2 separate regions of the Rattus norvegicus genome follow, and region 2 is linked to region 1. The links are chromatin contacts, called in public Hi-C maps. All regions are on one chromosome and are shown on one strand. The core of a region is the stretch at or near the end of the contact, and the rest is flanking DNA. Distances in the headings are between cores, read along the strand shown. Region 1 overlaps Ust (uronyl-2-sulfotransferase). Region 2 has its middle 29 kb from the start of Rnu6-884.

Region 1 (3,495 bases), core at 974-3,473:
CCTTCCTTTGTATGCAAGCCTCAGGGCCTGCTTATCAGATTACCCCTAAATGCTGCTGTGTGTGTATTTCATGCATTATTCCTAGATACCTTGTAAGACAGTTTCTAGATTCAGGTGGCCCCTGTTGAAGGTGTGCAAACAGCCCAGAGGAAACAGAAGAAAGGCCCGAAGGATCAGACACTAGAATGTTCAGGAACATCCCAAGGGAAAGAACACGGAATTCTAATGCAGAACACACTGTGGGAGTTTTGAGTAGATAACCCTACTTCGTTCCCTGATTTAAATAGGTATAATCATAAATAAACTAATTTAAATAAAAAGCTAATCCAATTATCTGACTGAAATAGGTGGTTACTAGAAAAGATTAAAGACAACAGCACCCTGAAGGGGAACCTCCTCTGAAGGGGAAGCTCTCATCTGTTAGGAATGGTTGGCTTGTCTGGAAGCCAGGGAACAGGCAAGACAATCTTTTTAGGTTTTTTGTAGCACCATGACTCTGTGATATATTTATACAACTTCTAGCATATTCCAGGTGTTATGTGGTTCTGATTCCTGTGGTCACTGTGGCCTAGCCTATATTTCATTACTTACTGCGGATTCCTCTTAAATTATAAGACAAGTAAAAGAAAAGACTAAAGCAAAAGACTTGGGAGGAAAAAGCGGATACACAAGTCTGCCATGAAAATAAAAGAGGACCGTGCTCACAGCGTCTCTGAGCCAGCTGACCTGGCTCCTGGACACGGGAGAGTAGCCAAGAAACAGGACAAGAAACCAGACCTAGTCTATCTCCATGGATGTTCTGAGAGACTTGCCTTTGTTCCATGGGATCCCTTTTACTAAAGTTTGAAAGTACATATGACAGCAGAGAACGAAATATTATTTTAACTTAACGTATTCAGGAAATAATTTACGGTATTAATAGCTGCTCTTCTGGGTGATTTATTAAAAGGGAAAGGCGGTGTGATTTAGGAGACTAGTTAAAATTTTATGGTCAGTGGCTCTCTCCCTTAAGCAATAGAACTCTGAAAATCATTCCCATGGAAAATTGTTTTCCCAAAATTAATAATAACAACAACAACAATAATAACAACTTTGCTTCAGGTACTGTAGGAGTTAAACAATCTCTCGTGTGCTAGGCCAGGGATCTATAAACCTTTTTTTTTTTCCATGAGAAAACATGTTCCATGTTCCAAAGTACTGACTTACGAGTGAACTTCAAAACTATGTCCATTTACAGGGCTGAGTTTTTCTGTGCCATTTCATTGAAACCACAAGTCATTTCTCCAGGCCACGATTAAATGAGCATATTCATTTCCCCCTCAATGGTAGCTATCATCATGCACACATGTGTTCATACATGTGCAAACACACATCTGCACACTCAACAGTTAAGGGTTAAAACTTTATAGCCTAGGGGATTTTTACAGCAGGGAAGAAAGCAAGAAGACACCAAATGTTACAGATACCCATAAAGACCTATTACATCTGCTTCCACAGAAATAGGCACACCTTTAAAACTGTACTTTGAACAATTCCTTCTCCACAGATGCGCTCCTAAACACTGCTGGCCAGGTGTTGGATCTTTGTGTTACATATAATACAAACTCAGGATGACACTGGTTCATCTGCACCAGATCTAAATATAGCTCTCAGTTAGGGGGCGTGATTTGTATGATTTTGCAAAGTGGAGATTCTATCTAGTGTGACTGAAGAGGCTTCTCCCACTCCCCGAAGGGCAAGGGAGTGGTGGCCAAGAGTCTTCACAGCCCATTTGCTAGTCCTAAAGTGACTTCAGCACTGTGCCCTAAGTATAGTGAAGGTCAGAGTGCCACAGGCATCCCACAGGGAGAGGAACCTGTTATTCTGGTTGGAGAGTGGCAGAAACTGACCTCAGACATCGAAAAGATTAGCAAGAGCAGATCACTTTGCTATTGGTTTTTCTGCTGGAGTTTCCCAAGATGTATGAAGCAAATGGGAAGCCTACGTGTGAATTGTTTCTCCTAATTATGTCATTTAACTATTTGGGGCCAAAAATACACCAGTGAGTAAGTGTCGCTCCCTGTTTTCTGGGTGAGAAACTGAGATAATTTGACACCTTCTGAAAATAACTGGAGCAACTGCGAATGATGGCTTGACCTGGACCTGGGCTCACCCAGATCCAAAGGTTGTTCCCATAATGCAACGGTCGATCTCCAGCAGTGCTTTTGGAATCCTAGAGTCTTGGCGCCCTTCCGCTGGAAATGCTGGCCAGGAATCCAGAACATTCTTTTGAGGGGGCGGGGGAGTGAGTAGTGGCACAGGCAGCTTTTCTATGATGCAGCAGCCAGGCTGAGGAAGGTCTTCAGCAAGGTCCTCATGTCAGCATTTCCTGGAAGGGTGATCTCTAGGGCTCCATGCTCCCTCTGTCCAGGAAGAAGGGAAAAGGGAATGGCTTAGAAATTCGAGGGCTCCTCTGTACCCTGTTTTCATCTAGAAGATTCACAGAGATTATTCACATTTTAATGACTGACAGTCTTAAGACATAGACATATATACTGTATGTGTGTGTGCATGTCTGTATTTGTATGTTCCCATGTGTGTGGGCACACCTGTGTGTGTGTGTGCACGCTGGTGATTGTGAGTGTGTACGTGCATGTGCATGTCCATGTATATGCTGATGACTGTGTATATGTATGTGTGTGTGTTGAGGGCTTGTGTGTGTGTGTGTGTGTGTGTATATGTGTGTGTGTGTACTGATGACTGAGTATATATGTGTGTGTTCGCATGTTCACCTGTGTGCACCCATGTGCATTCATGTGCTGGTAACCATATATGTGAGTTTGTGTTAGTGTGTTCACATGTATGTGTCCATGTATATGTATGTGCTGTGACTGTGTGTCTATTTGCATGTTCACATGTATGTATGTGCTCACATGTATGCATGTCCTGGTGACCATGTGTGTCTGTTTTGTGAGTATTTGTGTATGAGTGTATGTGTGTGTGGTATGTATGTGCGAGTGTGTGTGTGTGTGTGTGTGTGTGTGTGTGTAGCTTGTCACTGGCCATCTTCCTCATCATTCTTCACTTTATTTTCTGAAGAACAGATTCTCCCTAAACCCAGATTTCCCAGTTCACCATCTTGCTCTGAGAATCACATGTCTTCACCTCCTGAGGCCTGGGATTACAGACAGATTGCCATGCCTGCCCCATTTATGAGGGATAGGGATCTAAGTTTTAGTCTTCATGCTAAGACATCAAGCATGTTACTATGTATGTATGTATGTATGTATGTATGTATGTATGTATCATCTATCTATCCATTAGTCTATTCCTACATACACACATGCATACATATGTTATATATATATATTACATACACATACATATACATACATGCACATACGTTTTAAACACCAGTTTCTCCTAGACTTCCCCAGGCTTAGTTGATCAGGGGATTTTTGTGTGTCATGGCTGTGCTTTGGATCCCACAGAACTTACACATCATAATTTGAGAAG
Region 2 (3,495 bases), core at 431-2,930, 300 kb before region 1:
AATATGTGATGGAGAGGTGGGCAAGATGGAGTAGTGGAGAGGTTTGTGCACAGGGGAGAGAGGTGAAACCAGAGGCGTGACAAGTGTCACAGGTATCAGAGACCACGGTTAATGGAGGAACAGGTCATTACCCAGTAGGGTCTGGAGGGTGACGTCCAGCAGCAGCCTGGTCCTTCAGTAGACTCAGCCCCGAACAAGCTGCCCGACCACCCAACCATCCTGGCTCTGAACTGCTACGGGATGTTCGTGACGAGGAACGGTTCGTTTACTGGATTGGACCTTTCTGAAAGTCCCTCATTGGTCCATACTTCTCCAGGAGGCCATGGTCCAAACTTTGGAACCCATGTTGATGTCTGTGGGCAGTGCTGCCATTGGAGACCAAGTTGGAGGACCTTGGCATGTGCTGGAGACCATGTGGATGTCCGTGGTCTGTGCTGTTGCCAGAAACCAGGTAGAAGTCCAGGATCCATGCTGCCGCTGACTGTGAGGGCAACACAGCAGCTTTCACATTATTGTCAACTGCAGATGCACAGTTGGGAAAGAGTAACATGAAAGGCTTCTGTGACAACCCCTACCCCAACCCTCCTCCAAAAAATGAGAGCCCCTCCAAGGAAGCCATCAAAGAGAACTCTTAAAGATGGTGATGTGGATGCTGAAGTATAGCTCCCCACAGTTGATGGCTTCTGGTGGGGGTGCAGGAGGAGAAGGACTCGGTTTTCTTCAGGGGTCAGGCTACTGGGAATTTGATCAGTAGACAGTGAGCATATGGATAGCACAAAATAAACTTTTCTCTTTTCTTTTTTATCAGTCTTTCCTCTTTTGGGGGAAAAGGGGTCAAAATGGCGGGGAAGCAGACATGGAATGAACGGAAGTGAGTGCGATCAGGATGCACGATGGGAAATTCCCAAATAATTAATACAAATACTGTGTTGGGGGGGGGGGGAAGAACCCAAGTCACTTACTACTATCATTCTTTCTTGCAAAATGTCTGATTTTCTTGAGCTTGACATCGGTTTGCTTTCTGTACTTAACTTCTCCTTCCACATTATTTACATATAAACCAACTTTCAAAAATGCTCAAGAATAGGAAAGTTTCTTTAAATTTATTGGTACCCATTTCCCGCTCCTTCCCACTGAGCCCTTGTCTGAATATCATCTGGAAAGCTGGTTTCCAAAGCCTGCAGGAGTACTGTTTTGTGTTGTCCTAGCCTAAGGTGGGAACTGGATGCAAAGGCAAGTTCACACAGAGTCATTGGTTGATTCGTCACAATAATGAGTCTAGACTTCATTTAGTCACTAGGGCCTGCACAACCATAGAAAACAGCCAAGTGAAATGTATATTTGAATGACCCCCATTGCTACAGCATCACCAAGGGTCAAGGGGAACATATCTGTCTATTCTGAAGAGTATGCCCTCTGTGCTGGCTGGTTTTTGTTTTTTTTTTTTTTTGTTTTTTTTGTTTTTTTTGTTTTTTGTCAACTTGACACAAACTAGAGTCACCTAAGAAGAAGGAACCTCCAGTAAGAGCTCCTCTATCACACGATGCTGATCTAAGAGCATGTCTGCAGGGCATTTTCTTGGTGAATAATTGATGTGAGAGGGCCCAGTCCACTGTGGGTGGTACAGTCTGGGTCTGGGTTGCATAAGAAAGCAGGCTAAAGCAGGCGGTGGTGTCCGTGAGGGAGAGCTGGCAGGCTGACCAGCCTGGCTATCGCCCAGGCCCAGATCCAGGGCTCTGATCCACCCTAACATCTACCCCGTTTAGGAACTGCTGGAGCACGTGAAGGGGCTGGTCCTACAGGGCTACAGGCTCTCCATGGCACAGGGCAATAACGATATCTGACTGAGGATGTGGCAGAGGCCAAGGGCCAAGGGCCTAGAGCCAGACTCATGACTCATGCATTTGCAAGTGGGGAGGTGTGGACTAAGGGGTATGCTGTGGGACACACTACCCTCCCAAAATGAGACCTTTTTTTCTTTTTTCGGGGGAGGTTGCAAGGGCGGAGGGTGGGTATAAGGGGATGGGAAGATGGGCAGGATTGGGGTACATCACGTGAGGTCCACGGAGAATCAATAAAATGTTAAATAAAACAGGAAAAATTAATTCATTAGAAAGAAAGCTAAGCAAGTCGAGCAAGCCAGCAAGCAGCATACCTCCATGATTTCTGCCTCAGTTCCTCCTGGCCTTGACTTCCCTCAGTGATGGACTATATAACCTTGAAGACAAATATATCCTTTCTTCCCCAAGTTTCTTTTGGTCAGTGTTTTTTTGCAGTGACAAAGAAGCAAACTAGAACCGTCTCCTTCCTTGGATCCATTTCATACCCCCAAAGGCTATGAGAACAATGTCTTGGAGTAGAGAAGAAAGTGCTGGTCCAATTGTCACTCTAAAAACAACTTTTATAAAAAGATAAAAAGAACGATTCTCAATGTCAAACTCCGTGAAAATTTCACCTAAAATTTCCTCACCCATTTAACATCTTCAAAAAAAAAATCCACACCTTAACTATCATTTATTTAAAATGTAAACTTTGAAGTTGGAAGTAAAAATGACACACAGGGAGCATGGGGAGCGGTTGAGAGGCAGGAGATCTGGTTTCCCACCGACTTCGTTTCTCATCCTTTCTTGGCTGTGTCCCTGAGTCACCTCTGTGCAATTCTAGGATACCTCAGCAGAGTTTGATCGCCCACAGGGCTTGAAGTTCTCTGAACTATTTTGTTCCAGCTCTACCACTTTCTGGCAGAGAGAAGTGGCGTCTGGCCACGAAGTAGAAGTCCTCCCTGCGTCTGGCTTCTTCCTGACTTAGCAAATTGTTCCTACTAAGGCCTCTAGGACACCAACTAAGCCCCACACTCCTTGTAATGCCCCACCTCTCAGCTTCCCCTCACTGAGACCAGAGACAGAGGCAGGACAGGAAGCTGAAGTGATCCTGTGGCCTCTTGATCTCTCGAGGATTCTGGCAGTCTTTTTTTTCGGAGCTGGGGACCAAACCTGGGGCCTTGCGCTTCCTACCCAAAGCCTCCAGGCCCTTTCACTATTAAACTAAGTTTGGTGCCTTTGTGTGGATTTCCAGCCTCTTCTGTGTTTCTCACTGAGGTGCTCGTTATCCAGTCACATTTGCTGCTGTAGTCCATCAAGCTCAGGAATAAAAATGTCTGCCTTGTAACCTTCCTCCCAGAGAGGTCCATGTTTCCTCCTTTCTTAGGCTCCCTCCTCACAGAGGCCTTTCCCTGGCTACTTTGGCTAAAAGAATATTGCCAGTCTCTCTCTAAACATGTACCCAGATTTCTACGCCTAGCTCTGAGCCTCTCTGCTACTTAGAGAGCCTATGCTTTCATCCCCTTTGTAGGAACGTGAACGTGAAGAGAGCAGAAGCATGACCTGGTATGTTTGCGGCTGCACCCTCAGGTTCCGGGACTGAATGCCTAGGTGACATAAGCTATGACTTGTGCTTCTGCCCTATGGCTTACAAACTCACAAGATTACAGTGACT

What was found. A called contact is a pair of places that touch in the nucleus more often than the background predicts.
Region 2: a contact with region 1 is called in a Hi-C map of Schwann cells, with 13 times the contacts expected there. The contact joins two enhancer-like sites. A contact is called at or near these places in 6 of 12 Hi-C or Micro-C datasets (the A7r5 cell line, Schwann cells, frontal cortex and 3 more).

Annotation. Positions count from the first base shown.
Region 1 is chr1:4,600,874-4,604,368 of GRCr8, reverse strand. The region is part of intron 3 of Ust (uronyl-2-sulfotransferase); the gene reads left to right. Among named protein-coding and RNA genes, the nearest start is that of Ust, 180 kb to the left of the region's middle. Within about 2 kb of position 2,223, at least 7 of the 93 cell types and tissues checked have an H3K27ac peak or open chromatin away from gene starts, as enhancers often do.
Region 2 is chr1:4,904,291-4,907,785 of GRCr8, reverse strand. No RefSeq gene overlaps it. Among named protein-coding and RNA genes, the nearest start is that of Rnu6-884, 29 kb to the right of the region's middle. Within about 2 kb of position 1,680, at least 18 of the 93 cell types and tissues checked have an H3K27ac peak or open chromatin away from gene starts, as enhancers often do.